Regions from separate parts of the Mus musculus genome. Here region 2 is linked to region 1. A link is a contact called in public HiChIP or PLAC-seq data. All regions are on one chromosome and are shown on one strand. Each heading gives the region's core, a stretch centred on a gene start, on an enhancer-like site or on the middle of the called end of the contact. The rest is flanking DNA. Distances are from core to core; before and after follow the strand shown. Region 1 has its middle 4.3 kb from the start of Gm51783. Region 2 has its middle 44 kb from the start of Mdm1.

Region 1 (5,232 bases), core at 1,222-3,721:
GTAATGTGCCACATCACTGGAACCCTAACTCAGCCCTGCAGAATTTTCTCTTCCATGCCTTCATTCTCAGCTTCCGAGGTGATGAGACTGGCAGAAACCCTTGGTCATTGGCAAAATCCTGAGCCTTCTTTCCTTCCTAAGACAAGCTGGTCAATCTCATCCACCCTCAATGTTCTTTTTCTTTGTTTTAAGATTTATTTATTCATTTTATGTATATGAGTACACTGTAGATGTACAGATGGTTGTGAGCCTTCATGTAGTTGTTGGGAATTGAGGTTTTAGGACCTCTGCTTGCTCCGGTCAACCCTGGCCCAAAGATTTATTTATTATTATACACAAGTACACTGTAGCTGTCTTCAGATGCACCAGAAGAGGGCATCAGATCTCAGTACGGGTGGTTGTGAGCCACCATGTGGTTGCTGGGATTTGAACTCAGGACCTCTGGAAGAGCAGTCATTGCTTTTACCTGCTGAGCCATCTCTCCAGCCCCACCCTCGATGTTCTACTGAAGTTTTTGCCATCTATTTCTTCTACAGAGGCTATGGGTGTGGCTTTTAACAGCCCCACAGTACAGGCCAAGCAACACCAAATTAAAATGAAGGCTGCTTTCGGTAAAGGACAGGGTCTCACTGTAACACCCTGGGTGACAGGGAACTCACTATGTAGACCAGGCCAGCCTAGATCTTGAAGAGTGTGTCTCCATCATTGAGAGATACTAACTTCTCTTAGAGCTCAATGATGTGGTAAGAAGAAGAATTCTCTCGGGAAACATTTTCTTACTAAAGAAAACAGTGAGAATTGTCTCATCTGAACGCAGAAAGTGAGACATCTCATTGTGAGTGGATATCCTCTGCTAACCCCATCCCCCTGAGGGAGGCAGGACAGCAGTTGGAGGTCGTCGGGCAACAGGACATGAAGTGCCTGGGTGATATTTTTCACACAAGCTGTGAACATGGTAGGCTTGCCAGCATATTGCCAGTAGCAAGTGTCCCTAAGAACCTCCCAAACCAAGGCTGCTGACAGGTCTGGCATCTTATTGGAAGTGGATTTTGTGACTGGCAACATCTGACAGTTGCCAGGTGGTTTGGAACACTGGTATAGTTTCCTGTTGTTCAACTCTAAGATCTCATGGATAGATAGATAGATAGATAGATAGATAGATAGATAGATAGACGGATAGATAGATAGATCTTGAAAACAGAAAGGTAACTCCTATTTCTCCATCAGTAGTGATCAATGTACTGCACAATTGGTTTGGTGCAGAGATTCTGGAGACCCAAGCCTGGGCTTCAGACAAACTCTCTGTCATTGAACGGACTTGTCATTGAAGGGACCTGTCAGTGCCAGCCCTGTACCATGTAAATTACAGTGACTATAAGATTTTTAAAAAATTCTTCTGTTTATAAAGTTTTAAACAAACAACCCCCCACCCTCCTCACTACAGAAAACCAAGAGCGGTTTTCGGAAACACACCAATGGATACAAGAAGAGGCATGCTTGTGTTCATGTTGGCATAGCCTCGGGCTTTGAGCAGGGGGGCCCACACAGCAGGCTGTACAGCTGTTGAAGGGTAGAAATGGGTCGCACAACCTCACCCTGCCATCGTTTTCTGAGCAGACGCTGTCCTCCACCCCACAGTTCGGGCATTCTGTCTTTAATGTGACATCTGCCCCGCTGTGCCACGCTCAGCTCTGCTCATCTTATGCTAAACATACTTCACCCTCTCCATAGGTGACATCACCCTCTCCATGGGTGACATCACTCTCTCCGTGGGTGACATCACCCTCTCCATAACCTGTGACACAGGTAAATTTTATTAGCAGAGAGCAGCTTACTGGTCCAAGGGGAGCATTTTGCTGAGCTGGAAATCTGTTTCAAATAGTCCGGCTTTAGGATATGCGTGCCTAGCTGCACTTAACATCGTTCCTGTTTTCAGTGGAGATCAAGGAAAGGGTCCCAGATAGATCAAACTGGAAATTAGGGCAGAAGCTGGGCAGATCTGGACTGGGGGTGTTTTGCTCCACTGCAGCCTCCCACTGATAACAGGGGAGAATCAGGTGCCCTCCTCCATCCCTGTACTGTGACCTTTCCCATAGCCCACCTGCCAAGTACACCTTACACTTGCTTGTTGTGTTTCTGAGTATTCTCTGGGCACCCTCTCCCACCTCAGGAAGATACAAGCAGCTAAGAGCAGGTTTCTTATCTGTTTGGCTCTCTGAGGTTCCCCAACCATTTAGAGCTGTGCCCCCGGCCCTTCATGTGCTCCTGGTATCTGTTCAATAAATAACACCTTACCACTTGGTAGGTTAGCGGGGATGAAGGTTTTCACATTTGTAACAGAAAGCACAGCGGGTGGGCCATTAGGAGGCTGAAGAAGACCCCACAGAGCATGGAAGGCCTGGAGGCTGTTATCAGTCGGAGTAGGAGGTGCTCTAAATCAACACCCTCCTGGCCCAGGGAGATTATCAAGTAAGTAAGACAATGGGACCAGACAGAAAGGCACCTGGAAATGAGCCAGCAGGAAGTGGGGAGAGAGTGGTTTCTGGTTTCGATTTTCTTTGTCTTCGTGGGTTTGGTGTTTCACTCTAATCCCTTTTGATCCCCTTGGTTAAATCCTATTATTTAGACACTTGATTCTAGTAGAATCTTTTTTTACCAATAAAAAAATCTCTGTGGTGTCTGTGTGTGTGTGTGTGTGTGTGTGTGTGTGTGTGTGTGTGTGTATGTGTGGGTGGGTGTGTGTAGGCCAGAGGTCCACATAGGCCTCTTCTCCACAATTCTTCTTTCTGAGACAAGGGCTCACCATGAGGCCCTGGCTGTCCTGGAACTCACTACATAGAATAGGCTGACTCCAAACTCACAGAGATCTGCCTGCCTCTGTCTATGTGCTAAGATTGAAGGTGTGTACCACCCATCACCATGCCTGGTACTCACTTAATTTTTTTTAAGACAAGGTCTCTCACAGAACCTGGAGGATACTGATTTGGCAAAATCGGCAGGCCAGGAAGGTCATGACCCTTCCTGTCTACCACCAAGGCACTGCGGTGCCAGGCATAGCTTTTTTGTTGTTGTTGTTTTGTTTGTTTGAAACAGGGTTTCTCTTTATAGCCCTGGCTGTCCTGGAACTCACTTTGTAGACCAGGCTGGCCTCAAACTCAGAAATCAGCTTGCCTCTTTCTCCTGAGTGCTGGGATTAAAGGTGTGCATCACCACGCCCGGCCAGGCATAGCTTTTTATGTGCTTGCTACATCCATGGCAGCCATTTTACCAACTGAGCCATAATTGCATAACTTTCGAAGGTTGTAGGAGGTCGGAGTGAAGCTACACTACTTTTACTGTAGCTTGCCATTTCCTATTGAAAGAAAATGAGATTTTGTAACTTGTGATTCATGTAAAAGAGTTGTCTATGAGCCCGCGGCCTGGGGCCGAGAACAAAGCAGAACAGACAGGGCTGTTAAGACATTCCTAAGAACAGCTTGATTGTACAAGCAGGGCTATCTTGTCTGGGTCAACACCACCTGGCCCGAACCTCCCCTCTGTCTACTGCCCCTTGACACTGGGTAAAGTCATACATCAACTGGTTGCTATGTGAACAAGATAAGCCCCCAGCCCACAGGAACAAAGTCCTGATGCCCTTTTGCTAACATGTAATCTTTCTGTTAATGTTTAAATAAGCTAATAGTGTGTCACTATGCTGAATTCCACACCCCTAAGCCCCTTACCCCATAAAAACCCCTAGCTTTCGAGCCTCGTGGCCGACATCCGTTATCTCCTGTGTGAGATACATGTCAGTCCGGAGCTCCGTAATTAAACGTCCTCATGTATTTACATCAAGATGGTGGTCCTTTGTGATTTTTTTGGGTGCACGCCGAATTGGGAATTGGGTAGGGGTTTCCCCACTAGGTCTAACACTATGGATGCTGAACAAGGGATCCCTACTCACAAACTGAGTCAGGAAGACCTGGCTGAGAACTGACTCCCAAGGAGCCCAGACCTCCTGTCTGTAGAAGACCGACCTCAGCAGCTCTCCCCTGCACTCCTTACATTCTATGAGTAGGGCCCTTGTGGCAGGCCTGGGCAGGTTTTGTCTCCCTTTCTGGCAATCCTATCCCAGGATTGTTGTGACTATAAAAAGATAAAGAGAGGAGAGATATGTTCTATGTAGGTGTGGGGGAAAGGAGTGCCTCAGCGGACCCATGCCAAGGCATTCCTTCCCCCTGAGGGACCAGCCACACAATGGTATAGTATAGAATAGAGTTTATTAAGGGCATGGGGAAGGGAGTTTAAAGGGTAGTAGTAGTAGGAGGAGAGAGAGAGAGAGAGAGAGAGAGAGAGAGAGAGAGAGTATAGAGGCTAGCCATGACCATGACCACTTGGAGAGAGTGGGAAGGGAATGGGGAGAGGGGGAGCAAGAGGCAAGGGAGAGAAGTAGGAGTAAGAAAGAGAGGAGGGGGCAAGCAGCGGTTGGGCCAGGCAACCTGGCTGTTGCCAGGTAACTGTGGGGAGGAGCCTACCTGGTTGTTGCCAGGTAACTGTGGGGGCAGAGTCCAGATAGAATGCTAACAAGAATAGGTTAGCATAGAACTATAGAAATTTTTGGAAAACTGCATTCCATACAACAACTGCTAAAGATTGTTTATTGTGAGTCTCTGACATCTGCCCATAGTGGGTCCTCAGTATGCCCAAAGTGGGTGCTCCTAACACAGGGTGTCTCACACAGACTTTGTGACTGTAGATAAATGGCTCTCTCTGGAGACTGGACTTAACCCAAAGATATCGAAAGAGAGATGCTTTCACACATAGTGGTGGTTTGACTGAGAACTGTCCCCTCCACCTGCTGCACAGGGTCACTTATTTAAACACTTGGTCAGCTCCTGGCTGGTGGCTCTTTTGGGAGGAAGTGGAACCTTTCTTCATGAGGCAAAGCCTGCTGGAGGAAGTATACATCACTGGGTGCAGACTTTTGAACTTTGCAGTCTGGCCCCACTCCAGTTCATCCTGCTCCGTGTTTTCATTTGAAGATGAGGTCTCTCAGTTCTGGGCCACAGTGTCTCCCTCTCATTATAGACTCTCCTCCTGGAACCCTATCCCCAAATAAACTCTTCCTTCTTCCTTCTATAACTTGCCCTGGTCATGGTATTTATCACAATAAAAAAGGAACTAATACACATTTATCATTAAGAACCCTAATAGTTGGGACTGGAGAGATGGCTCAGTGGTTAGCACCGCTAG
Region 2 (4,773 bases), core at 677-3,176, 650 kb before region 1:
AGTAAAGCCTTTGTGTCTGACTTTGAAATGTTCCAGCAAAGCCTTTAATATCTTTGGGTCAACAATTACAGGCTGGAAAATTGTTATGAGATTTTTTTAACCTTGGAGAAATGTTGTTTCTCTGGTAGGTCCGCACTCGATGCTTTATGGGAGGTTGCAGCTGTACTGATCTCGGTCCTAAGACGCTCTTTACAAACCTGGAGTTCTTACCTCTGATTATAGCTAACCATGGTCAAAAGGGACTGAGATTTGTGTGGGTTGCTTGCCATCGTGAGCAGAAAAGGGCATGATAACTTTGGTAGATGGAGTCTTTCTCAGCTCCAATTAACCTTGTATGATGTTTGAATAAAGTAACTGGAGTGAGCTAGCTGGGTGTCAGTCTTCCCAGAGAGACTGTACCCCTCTGCTCCTTCAGAAAATGAAGGCTTAGCATCTTGGTGAGCTTCTCTCTCTACCGAGGCACCTATGAACAACATCAATCAATAAGCAAATCACTCGTGGAAGCAGCCTAATTGCCATGTAACTCTGCAACAATCCAGGGTTCTATTAAACATGTGCCCGATTAAGTCTACTGTTGCTTTAGCACAGTGCTGGAAGCTATGTAAGATCAGGATCACTGGCTCAGGAAGAGAGGATCAATGTCGTCTTCCTGAGTCGCTACCTTCTATTTTCACTCTTGGGTCTGCTCTGTTGTCTTAAGCGGGGCTTCTATTTCTGTGATAAAACACCATGGCCAAAAGCAACTTAAAGTGGAAATTTCTGGTTATAATGATAGTTTGCTGAAGCAGACACAGGTGAAATGATATTTTGCTTTAGAAAACACATGAAAGGATACATGATGTTTAGAAAGAATATAAATGTGACCCCACAGACAGTGGAAGCTCGATCATTGGTTCACCTTGCTCCGTCTCACTTGTCTTCACTGACCACATCCATGTATTGGTTCACCTTACTCTGAGTTGCTGAGCTTCGCGTGTGGTGACATCATAGAAGTAAAAGCGCCAAAGAATTTCTTGTGAGATTCCCTCAATTTTTTTTTATCGTTTCCATGCTTTCACGGACTCTGGTTGACTGGTGAGCCTTGAGGTTTCCTGGATTGAACTGCCCTTGCTGATTCGTGTGTGGTGTCTGCCGAGTGGACTGGATGGCAGCTGCTGATTCATGTTTGGTGTTTGCTCGTGGACTGACTGAGAGCAATAAAGATTGGAATTACCCCCCAAAGAACTGTTTCTAAACAGGTCCACTTCCCCCATATTCTAATAACCTTTCTTTTCCACTACCTCTGGTGGGTGGTGGGCTAGAGGGAGGGGTTGAACCTTATTAAAGTAAGTATTAAAGTATATATGCTTACACAACTGTGGAGGAAAGGTTTTATTTTTTGCTTATAGTCCCATATCACAGTCCATCATCCAGAGAAGTCAGGGCAGGATCCCATAGGCAGGAGCTGATGCAGAGGCCACAGAGCAGTGCTGCTTACCGGCTTGCTCTCCTCAGAGGTTACACTGCTCACAATGAGTTGGGCCTTCCAACTTGTCAACAGGCCATTACAGTAGGGGACATTTTCTCAGTTTAGGTTACATCTTGCAAATGATTCTAGTTTGTGTCAGGTTGACATAAAGGTAGCCAGCCCTCCTATGTTACTTCCATACCTTCTGGCTCTACGGATCCTGTGAATTTCCCAGTTTGCTCTGGGCCCAGGATCAGAAGGAAGGAAATGGCCTCCTCCAGATCAGATAGTAAGTTTCTGAACCCAAGGGGAATTTACAAATGTTAGTATCCTGACTAGTGGGGAAGCCAAGGCCAATGGGAGGGTCCAGGTTGGGGAACAAGAAGGAAGCTGTCTGTAATGAAATAGTCAGAACCCAGAAGAGCCAGCTGTGGGGTGAGAGGAAGCTGTGGTCACTTGCGGGGCTGCTGACCAATGCACTGAAACTGCTAGGGTCAGAAGCCAGAAGGAAGACAACTCCCCAGATCTGACCTCTAAGTCTCAAGGACCTAACCGCATGCCTTTCATCAGCCAGTGACCCATAAATATCCCTTGTGAAAGGTTTCTGCTGCTCCTCGGAGGCTAAATCCCCATACTGAGCCTCTCCCCTGGACTCATGAAGGAGCTGAGAAAAAAATAATCCAGGATACAATAAATCCACATCAGTAGGCCAAAAGCAGAGCTCTAGGGAATCCCCAATTTTACATTTGAGGTTAAGATTCCAATCTGCCAAGTCTGAGTTGAGTCCACTATGATCTGAAGCAGCAACTCTGGACCCCTTCAGGAATGAGTCCCCATCTGGTCGGCCAGAGGAAGTTGCACATACGAACCGGGGAGGTATCACAGGGGTGTGCTGTGCCACATACTTGCTTTCTGCTTGTAGTCTTTCTTTCCCTTATTCCACCGTGGTCACTGAGTCTTTTGGGGGGGGCAGGGTTCAATTAAGCCTTGTTTTTAACACTACATTGACTTATTCTCTGAATTCTGATCAGTTGTGAGTTTTTTATATTAATCACCATCCACCGCACAAACAAACTTCTTTGATGAGGTCTGAGAAATGTGTTAATCTGTGGACAGTGAGAGATGAATTTAGAGGATAGTTCCATACTATACCCATTCATCAGAATAATATAATATTTACTATGTCCAGTTATTAGAATGACAGTAATAAGTCTCCCCACCAGCAGGGTCTGTGAGTGTCCATGGATTCTTAATACCAGGCATATATGTTTCCTCCTATAGAATGGGCCTTGAATCCAATCAGAAAGAAGTTGGTTGCCCCATAGCATTTATGCCACTATTACCCTCCTAGGCCTGACTATCCGTGCTGATCATCACTGCACTTAACAGAGTGCAAAGCTGGGTAACCCTGTGCACAGCTGGATCACTCCATGACCTTTTCCCTTAGAAGCCTTCACAGCATCTCCCAGTACTATGAAAGCTGGCTAACAAGAAGAAAACCCCTGCTCAGCACCAAACTGGTTTCTCCATGGCTGGTGACTGTCATGATTTGTATATTCTCGGACCAGGGAGTGACACCATTTGGAGGAATAGGTGTGACCTGGTTGGAATAGGCATGTCACTGTGGGTGTGGGCTTAAGACCCTCACCCTAGTTGCCTGGAAGTCAGTCTTCCACTAGCAGCCTTTGGATGAAGACTTGGAACTCTCAGCTCTGCCTGTGCCATGCATGCCTGCCTGGATGCTGCCATGCTTCCACCTTGATGATAATGGACTGAACCTCTGAACCTGTAAGCCAGCCCCAATTAAATGCTGTTTTTATAAGACTTGCCTCGGTCATGGTGTCTGTTCATAGCAGTAAAACCCTAACTAAGACAGTGACTAATGCGTTAGGTGGTGTGTTCATCCACAGGGTCTTACTGTCAAGTTCTAGTAGGCAGCCAAGAGCAGTGCTTCCTGATCAGTTCTTAAGACAACAGGCTTGGGAGGAGCTCGGTCCCTGAGCTTGCAAGAGAGGTCATAGGTCACAGGGTAAAGACAAATCAAGAACTCAGAGTAGGGATTCCTCAGCCCACGCACCTCTGTACGATACAGTTTTCACCTCTGCCACTACAGGAAGCCACATGTTCATGCCTAATCAAGACAAAGTTTTAAGCAAGAACAAAAGCTTGCAAGAACGACAAAGTTTCGCATCATGAAATCCAAACTCTTCTGTGGCCTGTGACCTCCCCTGATGTCACTGTTCCTGTTCCTCTCACTTCTGCCAATTTGGCCTTTTCTGATCATCTGCATACTTGTGAAATGCGGTGCACATTCTCCTCTGCCCATATCCCTGACCCAGGCTCCTTTGCACTTCTTCTGTCTGCACATTTTCACACATACACCTCCCATGAGCCTCCGTTCATACATCCGGACAACAATGGCTTCCTGAGGAGTACTGCTTGCTGAACTCGCGGGCCAGGCACAGCAGGGCACAGCAGGAGGAGCAGGACCCTGCAATGGTGGAGCTCATCTTCCAGTGTGAGGAATAACCATAGACACCAGGAACTAGAAGGCCTGTCTGACAGGCATAAGAGGGGCAAATAGGAAAGGGGCAGTCACCCTAGCCAAAACTTCCTGGAGGTTGCTCTTTTGCTCTGAAATATCCATCATGACCCAAAAATTTGTCTGAATTTGCATTTCTTTCAAATCTGTCTTCTCGGCTTGAATGTTAAGGCCACAAAGGCAGGAACTGTCACATTTCAGTGTATTGTTTGTCTCTACTAGCAAGTGCTGGATAACTTTCTTAAATAAATGGTTCCATGGAAGAGGGGGGAAGCAAGGAAAGAAGGATGGGAGCCAGGAATCAGGGGAGGAGGAAGGAAAAGGAGGAAGGGAGAGCGGGAAGGGAGGGGAAGGGGCAGAGGGAAGGAGGGAGAAAAGGATGGAAGAAAGGAGGGAGGGAATGAGGGAGGGGAGGGAGAATGGGAGGGAGGGAAGGACGGAGAGGGGGAAGAAAGGAGGGAGGGAAGGAAGAAATGAAGGAGGAAGGGAAGGAAGGAAGAAATGAAGGAGGAAGGAGAGGAAGGAAGAGATAAAGGAGGGAGGGGAAGGAGAGCAGAAGAAAGGGGAAAGGAAGGGAGGGAGGCAGGAAAGGGGAGGAAGAAAGGAGGAAGGGAAGGAAGGAAATGAAGGAGGGAGGGAGAAAGGAAGGAAGGAAGAAAGGGGACAAGCATGTAAAGACCAAGTCGCTAGAGGGAAGAGCAAAGGAATCATGGAGCCTGGAACAGTCATGGTGAGTGAGAAGATGGAGGAGTCAGAAGAGGGGGATGTCAGCCTTGCGGGGCAT

What was found. HiChIP or PLAC-seq counts read pairs in DNA pulled down with a chosen protein or histone mark.
Region 2: an H3K27ac HiChIP or PLAC-seq map of microglia shows a contact between it and region 1, with 6 times the contacts expected there. The contact joins two enhancer-like sites. A contact is called at or near these places in 1 of 115 datasets of contacts at active chromatin or transcription factors (microglia) and 1 of 9 other capture datasets (embryonic stem cells).

Annotation. Positions count from the first base shown.
Region 1 is chr10:117,449,635-117,454,866 of GRCm38.p6, reverse strand. No RefSeq gene overlaps it. Among named protein-coding and RNA genes, the nearest start is that of Gm51783, 4.3 kb to the left of the region's middle. Within about 2 kb of position 2,471, at least 63 of the 459 cell types and tissues checked have an H3K27ac peak or open chromatin away from gene starts, as enhancers often do. A contact at or near this core is called in microglia, where this site is marked.
Region 2 is chr10:118,095,249-118,100,021 of GRCm38.p6, reverse strand. No RefSeq gene overlaps it. Among named protein-coding and RNA genes, the nearest start is that of Mdm1, 44 kb to the left of the region's middle. Within about 2 kb of position 1,926, at least 57 of the 459 cell types and tissues checked have an H3K27ac peak or open chromatin away from gene starts, as enhancers often do. A contact at or near this core is called in microglia, where this site is marked.